Linked DNA regions of Mus musculus: all the other regions are linked to region 2. Evidence: chromatin contacts called from public HiChIP or PLAC-seq data. All regions are on one chromosome and are shown on one strand. Each heading gives the region's core, a stretch centred on a gene start, on an enhancer-like site or on the middle of the called end of the contact. The rest is flanking DNA. Distances are from core to core; before and after follow the strand shown.

Evidence for each region. HiChIP or PLAC-seq counts read pairs in DNA pulled down with a chosen protein or histone mark.
Region 1: a contact with region 2 is called in an H3K27ac HiChIP or PLAC-seq map of the NIH/3T3 cell line, with 3 times the contacts expected there. The contact joins two enhancer-like sites. A contact is called at or near these places in 2 of 15 datasets of contacts at CTCF or cohesin (both in the NIH/3T3 cell line), 1 of 484 Hi-C or Micro-C datasets (cerebral cortex), 4 of 115 datasets of contacts at active chromatin or transcription factors (CD8 T cells, the NIH/3T3 cell line, cardiomyocytes and 1 more) and 3 of 9 other capture datasets (adipose tissue, liver and pancreatic islet).
Region 3: a CTCF HiChIP or PLAC-seq map of the NIH/3T3 cell line shows a contact between it and region 2, with 7 read pairs. The contact joins two enhancer-like sites. A contact is called at or near these places in 1 of 15 datasets of contacts at CTCF or cohesin (the NIH/3T3 cell line), 4 of 484 Hi-C or Micro-C datasets (the 3T3-L1 cell line, cumulus cells, embryonic fibroblasts and 1 more), 2 of 115 datasets of contacts at active chromatin or transcription factors (CD8 T cells and effector CD8 T cells) and 2 of 9 other capture datasets (adipose tissue and liver).

The regions. Positions count from the first base shown.
Region 1 is chr5:31,981,962-31,986,005 of GRCm38.p6, forward strand. All of the region lies in intron 7 of Babam2 (BRISC and BRCA1 A complex member 2), which reads left to right. It overlaps Gm52770 (a long non-coding RNA gene), which reads right to left. Exons shown (of 3, transcript XR_003955739.1): 2 at 895-1,046. Among named protein-coding and RNA genes, the nearest start is that of Gm52770, 15 kb to the right of the region's middle. Within about 2 kb of position 2,485, at least 107 of the 459 cell types and tissues checked have an H3K27ac peak or open chromatin away from gene starts, as enhancers often do. A contact at or near this core is called in the NIH/3T3 cell line, where this site is marked.
Region 2 is chr5:31,712,768-31,717,419 of GRCm38.p6, forward strand. The region is part of intron 2 of Babam2 (BRISC and BRCA1 A complex member 2); the gene reads left to right. Among named protein-coding and RNA genes, the nearest start is that of Babam2, 17 kb to the left of the region's middle. Within about 2 kb of position 2,949, at least 38 of the 459 cell types and tissues checked have an H3K27ac peak or open chromatin away from gene starts, as enhancers often do. A contact at or near this core is called in the NIH/3T3 cell line, where this site is marked.
Region 3 is chr5:32,054,571-32,058,612 of GRCm38.p6, forward strand. It overlaps Babam2 (BRISC and BRCA1 A complex member 2), which reads left to right. Exons shown (of 12, transcript NM_144541.1): 11 at 2,941-3,094. Among named protein-coding and RNA genes, the nearest start is that of Gm40277, 34 kb to the right of the region's middle. Within about 2 kb of position 1,276, at least 30 of the 459 cell types and tissues checked have an H3K27ac peak or open chromatin away from gene starts, as enhancers often do. A contact at or near this core is called in the NIH/3T3 cell line, where this site is marked.

The DNA of each region.
Region 1 (4,044 bases), core at 1,235-3,734, 270 kb after region 2:
GAGGGAGGGAGGGAGGGAGGGAGGGAGGGAGGGAGGGAGGGAAGGAGGAAATAAGCGCTTTCTTCTGAATTTCAGGTCTACAAGCCCAGTTCGCCCAGACACTAGGTCCCTGTGCTCTGCCTCACACATGCCCAGTAGCCTTGCCTGGGAACGGTGAGGCCATCATTATTGTCACGGCTGGTGTTAGTTACCTATTTCAGAGACCTGAATAAGAAGTGTTTAAAATGATAGGGTTTTTTAATTAAAGATAATAAATAAGTTCTGCTTTTCCAAAGCAACTCCTCAGTTTTGTGTAGACGGCTGCTAATGGAACTGAGCCTCACTATCTGCTAGGAAGTGAGCTATCTTCTGAGATTAAAGCGGCAGTGACAGGAACCCATACATCTTCTAAGGCTAAGTGCTGACTACAGTTAGCATCCTCAGTGCGTCATCACTCCAGATCCCACCTGTTCCCTTTCATCATGTTTTGTCCTCAACTTTCTCTCTGCAACCTGCTACCAAATATAAGCGCCTCCTTCTGCTTGCCACCGGGCCTCAGGAGGAGGATGGTTGTCAATGGAGAGGTGGAGAAGTGGGTCTGCTGCCATCCTGTCTGGACAGTGGCAGAATGTAGAGAGGGCTTCTGAGAAAACACTACCTGCAGCCCTGGCACTCTGGCTCCGTCCTCCTTCCCTTCAGCATTGTTCAGCTCCTTGACATGAGCGTGGTCTGACCCACTGGGCAGCTGCCAGGAGTTGTGGAGAGGGATCATAAGGGGCTTGAAATGGGAGCAGGGAGGTCAATAGGCAAATAAAATTATATGGATAATTTGGCTCATAAAGGTGGATCAGGACTGCTGAACATCCGCGCTGGAGAACACCAATTGCTTGTTAACTGAGAAGACTAGATGGGTACCTTCTCCTTCTGTGTGCTTGACAGTGTTTCTCATGCTGGGCACCCGTTGGATAGTTGGTCCTCTGGATCTGCAGCAGAACTAGCTACAGATTTGTCTCCTTCGGCTCCAAGAGAATCTCTGGAAGGCGTTTGTATTACCTGGGTGTGCTAATCTGGGACAGAAGGAAGTAGAGGCTCACTGCCTGGTACTACAGACAGCTTATACACATTCTACAGATGATGTTCAAGAAAGGCTAATTCCAACATTAGCCAAAACTGCATGCACGCCAAACCAAAACAACAGCAAAAATACCGACATTCATTTTATGAACTGCTTAATTGCCCATGTTAGTCACAAAGATCAAATCACTGCACGTGCTCCGCCTCTAAGTGCTGTTTTCCATGCTGATGAGCACGAGCCAGCTGTCATTAAACATCAGCCCTAGCACAGTATCCTAAAGATATCAAATGTGACTTCTCAACGTCCCAGTTGGGATTGTGGCATCTTACGTTAGTGCCCGGATGCTTTACTTGTTGGGCACATGTTTTTAGTTAGCTGGCAAAACGTCAGTTGATACAGGCCCATCTGTGTTAACTACAGATTCTCACATGTTGTAAGGGTCCCAGAGCCAGACCTGCACTGCTGCTAGCAACATAGATGGAGCCATTTTGGGTTAGCTTGGTTTCCTAACAGAGCCTAAAGAACCCAGAAACTTGTTCATACTCGCTAGGTAAGTATCTTCCCACTGATCTGGGTCCCCAGCAGTGTCTAAAATGTTTGCAAGCAAATTGCTTCTTTGGTTTATTGGATTTAAGACTTTCACTTCTAATGCATGATGTTTCTCTCGGGACAGGTTAGAAGAAAGTGGGAATCTAGCTTAGTGGTAGACTGTCTACTTAGTACAAGTGATAGTTTGTTAAATAAAAACATGAACCAATGAGTTTAGGCACTGGCATCAATAAGTAAGTAAAAAAAGAACCATGCCTAAGGATGTCAGGACACTGCATGGGCCTCTGTGGATAGCCCAGAGCTCCAGAAACTTAGGAGATTTGACTGGAATGTCATAGGGAAACAAACAGTCCCATGCTAAGTACAAGTTAACAGGAAGACCAACATTTTGTTGCTTCATTTTCCTATAAAGTTCTGGGTTGCTGAGTAAAGCAGAATTCCAATGCTTTGACACACCACCACATTGTTAAGATAGGCAGGATTTGATTATGGGAGAACAAGCCCCCAAAATGGTCATTACACACACACACACACACACACCCTAAGGTCTCCCTTGCTTCCTTCTCAAGGCAATGTGTGGTTGCAATTCCTCCATTTGATGTGGTTCATCCCTCGGTGCCAAACAGGGTAATGTGGGAAAATGATGACACAGCAAAAAATGAGGGTGGCAGTGACCTGCTTAGTAACAAGAGAAATAAAACAGATCTTAGAAATTGAGGCCAAAAATACCTGCTTCTCCACACAATAAGGAGAAAGAAACACAGAGTTTTTCTGTCATAGGAAACGACTAGGCTCTGCCAGCAGCTGGCACCTTATAGACCAAGCAAGGGCAAGCCAGGAAAGCCACAGGCTGGTTGGGGTAGGTGAAAAGGCAGCTGCCTGAGAAAGGGTGTGGGTTCTGTAGATCAAGGGTGTGGAGCGCCAGGGAAGAGAGAAGGGAAGCCAAGGCTGCCTTCCGGCCTAGGCACGGAACATGCTTGCAACATTTTATCATTTCAACACCATGCAGGAGGTGAGGCCTAAAAAAGCGTCACAGTTTAAAAGAAGCAAAAGATGTCCACGCAGGAGTGGGTTCTATTTATTTACAACTTTACGGCTGGACAGCTTTTCTACTGTGTGGTTTGTGACTACCCAAAGTGAAATTTTTTGAGTTTCAAAATTATCTCTTTTTGCACTGAGAAAAGAGCATATATGATTCATCTTAATATTGCCGAGGATCAGTCAGCAGCTAACAGCTAGTATTTTGGGTGGGAGGCAGGCTTCTGTAGGCAGCTTTTTCACCTAACATAGATGTAAAAAACACCAGAATATGCCTCAAGCTTCGTTCGGAATCATATAAATAGCTCGCTCTTGCACAGTTACAATCTAATGCGATCGTAAGAACTCCCACGGTTCATGAAGTGCCTGATGTGCCCCTCACCCAATGCCTAAAGAAGTCGATAGAGGAATGACACTAACTACCCCAGTGGGGTACCAAAGACACCTGACAAAGGGGCCTGCTTTTGTTTCTGCTAACATCCTCATCTTAGGCTTTTGCCTGTGTTTCCTCCTGGATGTTTCTGTTTTGGTTTTTTTTTTTTTTTTTCCAGCCTCTGTAAAACCCTCAAGTCATTCTGAGTCAAGAGACAAGCTATAGGCACTGGGCAGATCCAGCCAGTGGCTGGTAACGTGTGGCCCACCAGCTCTGAATAATCTTTGCATTTTTCTGGTTAGAAAAGCATTTAAAGAATGATGTTTCATAACTTGTAAAAACTGTATGGAATTCAATTTTCTGTAGTCATAAAGTTGCGTTGGTGCATGGCCATGCACATTCATTTACACATCTTCTAAAGCAGCAAGAGCAATATTTATTAACTGACTGTACCAAAAATGTTTACTAACCCCAACACCCTTAAAAATCTTCCTTTCCATAGTAACTATTTGAGGAAAAGAATACAGACATTTATAGACTTTGAATGTTTATTTGGGAAGTTCAACATTGTCATTTGACACAGGTAGAGTGTCCTCTATCTGAAATGTTTGGGACTAGAGTGTTTCAGGTTTGTTTTTCAAATTTTAGAATATTTCCATATGCATAAAGGTCTATATTTGAGATAGGATGCAAGTCTAACAGGAAATTTATTTATATTTCATATGTACCATATACACAGAGCCTGAAATTAATCTCATATAATAGTTTTAATGTACCTATGGGTTTGTGTCTGTGTGATGTGTTTGTGTGTGTATGTGCGTGTGTGCTTACATATACACTTATGTGTATGTATGATTTATGCATGATAAGAGACCAGGAGAGAAAGTCTGCCTTAATCTCTTGAAACAGGGTCTCTGACTCTACCTGGATCTAGACTGGTGGCCAGCAAGCTTCCATGGTTCTCCTGTCTCTTTCCCCTGCAGCACTTGGGCCACAGGCATGTATGGCCATACCTAGTCTTTATACGAGA
Region 2 (4,652 bases), core at 1,699-4,198:
ACCTGTAATTTTTTCTTTAAAGGTTAGAAAAGGGTCTGGGGAAATGGCTTACTTGGTAAAGTGCTTGCCACACAAATCATGAAATGCAAGTGTGGATTCCCTAGCACACACATAAAATCCAGGAGTGGGAGCACACATCTGTAACCCCAGAGCTAGCAGGCAGGCATTTGGGGAGCAGAGATAGGCAGATCTCTGGAACTTATTGACAAGTCAGCCTAGCCAAATTGTTGAGCTTCAGGTTCTGCAAGAGACCCTGTCTCAAAAAAACAAGGTAGAGAGTCACAGAGGAAGACCTGTGACATTGACCTCTGGCCTTCATGTGTGCATGTGGGCACATGAACGGGAACATGCACACCCACTCATGCATTAACCTACTTGAATACACACACACACACACACACACACACACACACACACACACACCTAGAAGAAACTGTATTGAAATTGGGCCTTTCCTAGTACTGCCTTCCCTTCCATTCCTCAGTGCACCTGCTTCCTCCAGAGTAAAAACCTTTTAATGGAGAGTTAGTGATTATATTGTTATGATTATGGAGGTAGGGTATATGATTAGCTCATGCCAAGTTATTGGTTAACTCAAGCAGGGCTAGATCTAGCAGTAAGGACAATGGTATAAGCTGCTGTGAATAATGCTGTCTTTGTAATAGGAATGCTTTGATGGCTATAGTGTAATCTTTACATAGTAGTCTTTCCTTATCTGAAGTTTCGCTTTCTGTAGTTTCAGTTATTTGCAGCCACCCACGATCCAAAAATACTAGTATTTCTTGAAACTCTAAATAGAAAGCAGCCTTGTTCACATGGCTTTTATGATTGTGTATAGTTACAGTTGTTCCATCTCATTCTTGGTCATGGTTAGTTTCTTACAGTCTCTACTTTGTAAACTGAACTTCTGTAGGAAAAAACCCCCAGTATCCATAGACTTTAATAGTGTTGGGTTATTGCTGAAGGCACCACACACATTGATTACTGGACATGGAGAAATAAAGTTTGTACTGACCACGAAGCTTCCTTCCTGCTGGCTTAGCTTTCATGGTACTAGAAGGTTCTGTGTAGGCTGCTGGGGGAAAATCAGCAGCAGCCTAAGCCTTGAACACTGAGCTGCAGTGATGCCTGGAGTGGCAGGATATGCCTGTGGGTACAGTAGTGGCTTGGTTATTCTGGGGCTGCACTTTCTGATGGGGTTAAGGCCCTCTCCATGAGCATGAGAGGAAGTGCATGCCTGGTACTGTAATCTTGCCAAGGACCTGGGTCTGGTGGGGGGTTCACCTTCCCCAGGGGTGAGCCCATTAGTGCTGTTCTCCTAAGTGGACGTGGTATTTACTGCTCTCACCTCTACCTCTATAGATAATAGAGTACAGCTCTCAGGATCCAGCAGAGAGGCGTCTTTGCAGCACGTGGTGGTTAACATCGAAACTCAACACTGGTCAAAGTGCAGAGAGTGTTAGTGGAGGACTCAGTCACAAACGGAATATCTGTGTTTCCCTCCCTCTAAAAGGAGAAAGGTGATTAGAGCCAGAAGTCAGGGAGGGCCAGAGCAAAACAGTATTGTCTGGACATGGGAGGGCCTCTGTGCTTAGGAACTTACAATAGCTGTGGTTACTTGTATAAGATCAGCAAGACATTAAGCCGACGAATATTCTAGCGTGGAGAGGAAACAGCTCTTGAGCCTTTCTTTTCTAACTAAGGAACTATTGACATGGTGGCTTCTGGGTGTGAGATAGTCAGTTTCCTTTAAGGATGTGGCCCTTGGTGAGCCAACCATGCTTCAGTGGATGGCTTCATACCTGTGACTATATGGATGGCACAATTTATACTCAGTGGACTTAAATGAAGATGACGGGAAGTTGGGAGTAGGGTCAAGGGGTTGAGGGGATAGGGAGAAGAGCAGGAAGTGAATATGATCAAAAGAACATTTTATAAAATTCTCAAAGAACGAAAAAATATTATATTAAAGCTTCAGATAACAATAAAAAAATGATGCTGAGGGTTTCCACTGGGATGTGTGGGATGTGTATGCCTTGGATTGCATCCTCAGGATGAGTTCTAGTTACTTCTTTCATTTCGTCTCCTGCCTTCCTGCCTGATTGCCTTCTTGTGGGAATGTTGAGAGAATTTCATTATGTAGCCCAGGTTGGTTCCAGACTCACACAAACCGTGCTGTTTTAGTCTCTTGAGAGCTAGTATTACAGGTGTGAGCCATCGTACCTGCTGTTAGTGTTGTTTTTATTGAAGACTTTTAGCCCCCCCGGGGACGATGCCTGTTTTGTTTTACACTGCACACCTTTAACTGGCACAAAGTAGTTACTCAGTAAGTAGTTGTTGATGCTCTTGGAAACTGTGTTCTGATTGCAATAACTTCATACCAACGACTTGTATGTACTGTCCAGGTTTCCAAAGACTCAAGCTAAAATACTGTTGATTGTATCTGAATGCCAAGAAGGCAGAGCCAGTCTATAGAATAAAAGACAGAATAATTGTGTCTTTGTAGAAAAGTTCTCTCTTATATATGTGTAAGTGTATATGTTTTCATATGTATGTCTGAGTGCACGGAGAAAGCTTATTAAGAAAGATACATATTAAGTTTCATCACAGTAGTTAAGTCTAGAAAGGAAGAGAGGGGGTAATTGGAGTTTCATTTTTATTATATATTTTTTTACAGTGAAAACATTTTTTTGTATAGTTTGTAGAGCAAAAATGAGTATGTTTAAAACAAGCATATTCTGCTGTGGGAATTAAAAGACAGTAGAAGAGGAAGTTTTGGGTAGAAGAAATAGTCTAGGGGAGTCCTGAAGCTCAAAGGAAAGCCTTTGGCATTGGACACCGGGAGTCCATACAGGAACACACACTTTATGTTAAAGGAATGATGAGCTGTGAGGAACACCCATGGCAAGAACATTAATTTTACTATGAGTTGGCAGCAGATGCTGACCAAGGCCAGCAGTGAGCGCTCAGTTGTTAGTGACTGTGGTTTTTTCCATGAAGAGAATTTAGTGCTATGAGTAGCATAAATCTCTTTTCCTTAGGCTGATTTTTGCTCCCAGTAAATCTCTGTAGAATCTTAATCCCCCTCTTTAAAACATTTAAACACAGGAGGACGTAAGTCTCCAAGAGGTTATGAAACTCTTTGAAGGTTACTTAGCTGATAAGTGGTCGAGGCCTGGACTGGAGCCCAGGTCTTCTCTACCAAATGCCATGTCCTTTTTTTCCAAGAAAAAATTGGCCAAGAAATCACTAATGTGATGCACTGTTGACTGTTTTTCACCATCTCCATTTAGGAGGCCTGTATTGGTATGGACACTTAAAGAAAACCTAGTAACTGGTTAAAATTCAAATAGGATGACTTCAGAGTGGGCTGGGGAGCTGGCTCAGTGCTCCCCACTGAGGAACCGGCCATCAAACCCGAGGGCCTGAGTTTACCCACCTGATGAAAGGAGAGATCTGACCCCCTCAAGTGGTCCTCTGACCACATGCCCCGCTAAAGGAAATGTAAAAAAGAAATGTCCCAGAAAAAGTAGCTGGCTAAAAAAAAGTTTTTTAGGCAACAGTTTACTGCATTTGGGCTAAATCTGAGCAATGGGTAATTTGACAAAAATTTGTAGATGTCTAAACATTAAGCAGTATTGGGCAAGGAATTGAGTTTTATTGTTGGAACTAAGGGAGAAATCAAATAAGTTTATGTATGCTGTTGTTTACATTTTGATCTTAATTACCAGTTTTCATTATACAACTTTCTAAATAGAAAGCATAAAAGATATTGCAAGTATTAGCTAAAGGTATGATATAGGTATTATTAGCATTGCAGAATTATTTCTTATAACATAACATTATGGTACCTGGTTTGGGGGTAATGGTTTATCAGTACCATGATGTCAGAACATAGCACTGCATATTTTATTTTCCTTAGTATATTTTTCTGAGATAAAAAAATACCTTTTGGACTTATCATTGTTAAGTTTTAAAAAATGTTTTATATATATGCATATATAAATATATATTTGTACATACTTCTATAATAAAGTAAAGAAATTTGTAAATTAGGAAAGTTGTATAGTGCAGGTGGAAAATTGTAAGTCTAGACAGATTATCGGAACTGAAGGGATAATAGGTTTCAAGCATGAGTTCCAGGTGCCACAGGCTGTTACTTTATGATTGTTGTTATTTTTAATCTTGGGGCCAGACCATATCCTGGCATGTAGAGGGGAGGTCCCATCCTATTCTATACTATCTTTAGAATTCTTTTGGTGACTTATAGTCCCATGAATGATGCCAGTGTACATACTGTAAGGTTGGGTGACTCTTCAAATAGGGTCAGCAACTAGTGATTGGCTTCTCACTGGGAGCGAAGGTGTTGTATGTGCTAGAAGGGGAGCTGTGTTCGTGGTCTGTCAGTCAGAGAATCCGGTGATACGTCTTAGGTGGTGGACTGTACTGATGTGGCTGTCAGCTTAGCAGAACCCAAAGAACACTGGGAAATACTGGAATTGTGTTTGTGGCTTTTGTGAGAAAGCCAGATGAATCAAGGCGGGGGACATCAAAGACAAGCAGGTCTTCTTCATATCCTGCAGCCTTCAGCATTTAAAGAATCATCCGTGAATGTTTCTCAGAAGGGTCTTTGATAAAAGAGCAGGGTTGAA
Region 3 (4,042 bases), core at 26-2,525, 340 kb after region 2:
CTTACTTGAGTGGGTAAATAGATATTTCTGGTTTTTAATGTTTCTAATACTAATTGGCATTTGAGTCAAAGAAAATAGTTCAAAACTAGGAAATAATATATTTCTAAACATATCAAATACTAATACCAGCAACTCACTTCTGCAAAACAAAATCGTGGGAAAAAAGATTAGAAGGCATTCCAGCCAGATGCAGGAGTGTATACCTATGTCCCAGATACTCTGGAGTCAGAGGCCAAAGGATCTCATGAGCCCAGGAGTTTGGCACCAGCCAGAGCACTAAACCAAGACCTGTATAAAAGTTTCTTTTTTCAGGGGACTGGGAGAATGGCTCAGTCCATAAAGTACTAGCAAGAAGCCCTGAGTTCGATCCCTATTAAAAGCTCTGCGTTGTGACCTGTGCTTGTGATCCCAGCTGAAAGGGCCGATGCACGGGATGCTCAGGCGTAGGCCAGCTGGCCTCGTCCAACTGTGAGCTTCAGGCCACTGGAGAGATCCTTTCTCAAAAAGGTGGATGCCATTCCTTAGAATGACATCTTCCTTTGACCACCACAAGCACAAGCACTGACACATGTACTTACATCCACATATACTCACACACACTTACACACTCACACACTCACGCACACACACTCACGCACTCACGCACACACACTTCTTTTTTTTTTTTTTTTTTTTTTTAGAAAAATGTAGTCTAAAGTCCCCAAAGCCAGTAGCTTGAAAGCCACATAGCCTGTAGTCATAGCTACATTACTTTTGATAGTGAGTGATGGCTGTTTATAAATGATTGCATTGAATTCTTTTATTTAAAATTACTCTTTTTTCATAGGTAAACTAGCATGTTAAATACTTTTCTATTATTAATGATCGGTTTGGAGGTTAATCTGAATGTTGTTTCCTATTTGGAAACTCGGGTGTTACTCAGCAGTTGCAATTGAAGTTGAGGAAAAGTGTACAATGAACAGGCATTTGTTCCTAAAAACTTATCAGAGGGAATTAAATGAGCATCAGAAAGGACGTAACAGGGTTAGAAATCAGTGTTTGTTCCGAGTAGCCAAGGATGTTACAGACCAAGCCTGCTATAGGGAAGGACCTACAAGGATTTTCTAAATTGAGGTATTTGTCATTTGGATTGGTGTTTTCATACTTTTGTTGTTCTGTGTTATACAATCTCTGTTTCATAAAAATAGCCATGTATGGAGGCTATCATACTGTGGCACTGAGAAATGTGACTAAAAAGTGGTCATTCTCAGTCCTGCCCCTTTTTGTTGGTAGTGGTGTGAGTCACCAGTAGAAACCCCCTGTGCCACTGAGTCAGACATCGTCAGAGTCGGGTACACTCAGAAGTCTGAGAGGCTCTACCAACAACACAGGTTTTTGCTGGTTGGTTGGTTGGTTTTGGTTTTGGGGGGGCAGTGAGTTATTGTTGGGAGATTTCTTTAAAAAAACAAAAACAAAAACCATGAAGCTAACTTTTCCTTTGAGAAGTCACATCTAGGGAAAGCGCTAGGATCAGCAGTATGCACCGAAGGAGGGAGGGAGGGAGGGGGAGAGGAGGGGAGAGGAGGGGAGAGAAGGGGAGAGGAGGGGAGGGGTAGGACTGCACTCCACAGCATCCTTACATGTTGCTTTAATATGTATCTGTTTGTGCAGCTAACATTTCCATCCTTGTTCATGCTTTACAGTGGAGGCTCTGGCTTACTGACTGAGTTGTAATTGCAACACAATTTTAAGCAGGTTATTGGAGAGTATTCTGCAGTGTCACACAGTAGGAGCCAAAGATTCCAATCCTGGCTTTAGATTTTGTCCCCTGCTGCTGCCCAGTCTATGAGAAAGTTGACAAAGTCCACGAACTTTCTAGTTTACTCAGCTGTTAAACACACAGTTTCAAAATAATGTCCCTTTCTTGAAGTTTTAATTAACAAAGCATCTAAAATGAACTCTGCAAAGCTAGAAAATCTATACACATCATTACTGCATTTGTTAATGTGCCTATTCTCTGTCCTGGAAATGGGTAACATTTACACAAACTTTGTCTACCTCAGAGAATGTTGAAACAGTTTCTGGGGATGCTTTGCCTCCACTAAAACTAACAAGAGATTTTATTTTAAAAACTTGACTTAACCCCCAAATGAAATGCTAAAGCAACACTACATATTAGCAGGGGGCTTGGGCTCAGCTCTGATGGGCAGCAGCAGAGTCTCTGTTCAGATTTGCCCCTGTTGCGGCCCACTAAGGAGCTCCCTCTGATTTACAAGATATAAATATATGTGGTAACATATGTGGGAAAAAAAGGAAAGTGCTGAGTATGGAGATTTCACGACTTGATTGGAAGCAGAATGATAATTTTATTTTTCTGGAAGTCTAGTTGGTGCATCCTATCAAAGCCCTCTTTGTCCCTTTTCCAAGTTTGTTCTTGAAAACCATCTTTCATCCTGCTCCCCCATCAGATTGTAGGTGAGGAAGACACAGTCCCGCCCTTGAAAAGCGTATGGCATAATGGAAACTTAACACAGTTACATGGCTAGCTCTGCAATGGCAATGGGCAAGGCCAGGGCCCAGGAGGTCGGACAGTGTGGGACGCCATTCTGGTTATGCCTAAGATTCTGCATGTGTCACGGCTTCTGTGGTCCCTCATGCCATTGCTTTGATCCAAACCTCAATCGGTGCTTGTGGCTCCAATTGTCATGTACCCAGCATTCTGAGTTAGCCAAAAACATGTCTTAAGATGTGTTTATTGCTGAGCAGTGGTGTCAAATGTCTCTAATCCCTGCACTTGGGAATGAAGCAGAGTCAGGTGGATCTCTGTGAGTTTGAGGCCAGCTTGGTCTACAGAATGAGTTTCAGGACATCCAGGACTATACAGAGAAGCCCTGCCTTGGGAGAAACAAAAAGGATGTATTTATGAACTCTAACCATCTTTTCCCCTTTTTTGCCTTGCAGTTGACCTGCCCCTGTTTTTCCCTCGAGATCAGCCTACGCTCACATTTCAGTCAGTCTATCACTTTACCAACAGTGGACAGCTTTACTCCCAAGCACAAAAAAACTACCCATACAGCCCCAGATGGGATGGAAATGAAATGGCCAAGAGAGCAAAGTAAGTGGTACATTGTTAGTTGACTGGCCGTGAGTGGCCTCTTTGGGTTGTTTGTTTGTTTGGTTGGTTGGTTGGTTTTTGTTTTGGTAAATGGATTGTAGGAGATATGAGATAGCAAGTTAAGTTGTAGATAAATAATGTCAATAATAAAAATGATGGCAACCACTTATGTATTTTAAATGATAAATTTCAAATGTTGGTAAACAGATTTTCTAGTGAATAGTCAGTATATGAGTTCAGTGTCTATTATTCCATGGGAAGCTGCATCTCATGAATTATGTTTCTCCTGTGTGTTGCATGGATTTGTATACTCAAGTACACAGACTCCTTAGATCTGCAAACACTGCTGTGGAACTTGTGTCTCAATGGAGATTAAAGTTACTAGCCTTAATAGTTGAGTATAGAAAGGCTGTCACTATAGTCATAAGGACCAGGTTGATCCAGAAACATGGTGAGTGCTATGGTAAAGACTTCAGGGTCTGGGCCAGCAGTGTATGGACCATTGCCTCCTAGCCTGAAGCAGCAGTAGATTGAAGTGGGATTTTCCAAACATAAACCATAGTGTGGTGTGTGGCAAATACTTTATCACTCTGCACAGCCATGTGCTCTTACCTGTGATCTCAGCTGAAGGGTGGGCAGAGCCAAAGAATCATAGAAAGAGAAGTGGCTCATAAGCATCCTCCACTGCTCATCCAATAGTTACTACCCTCTACAGTGTTCCAGGCACTGTGTGCCATGCTGAGGATGTCATGATAAAGAAACTAGAAACTATCCATGGCTTCACTGAGCCTGTAGCCTAGCAAGGAGATAAATCATACCAAATTCCTGACAGCTTTAAAGTACCCATAACAAAAGATGACCTTCCAGGCTTAGAAACTTCTTGATTATTAAGACTTCCTGTTCTTACCAACCATTTCCTGGTTGAGTTTTCTTCCCAGAGAAAACCCT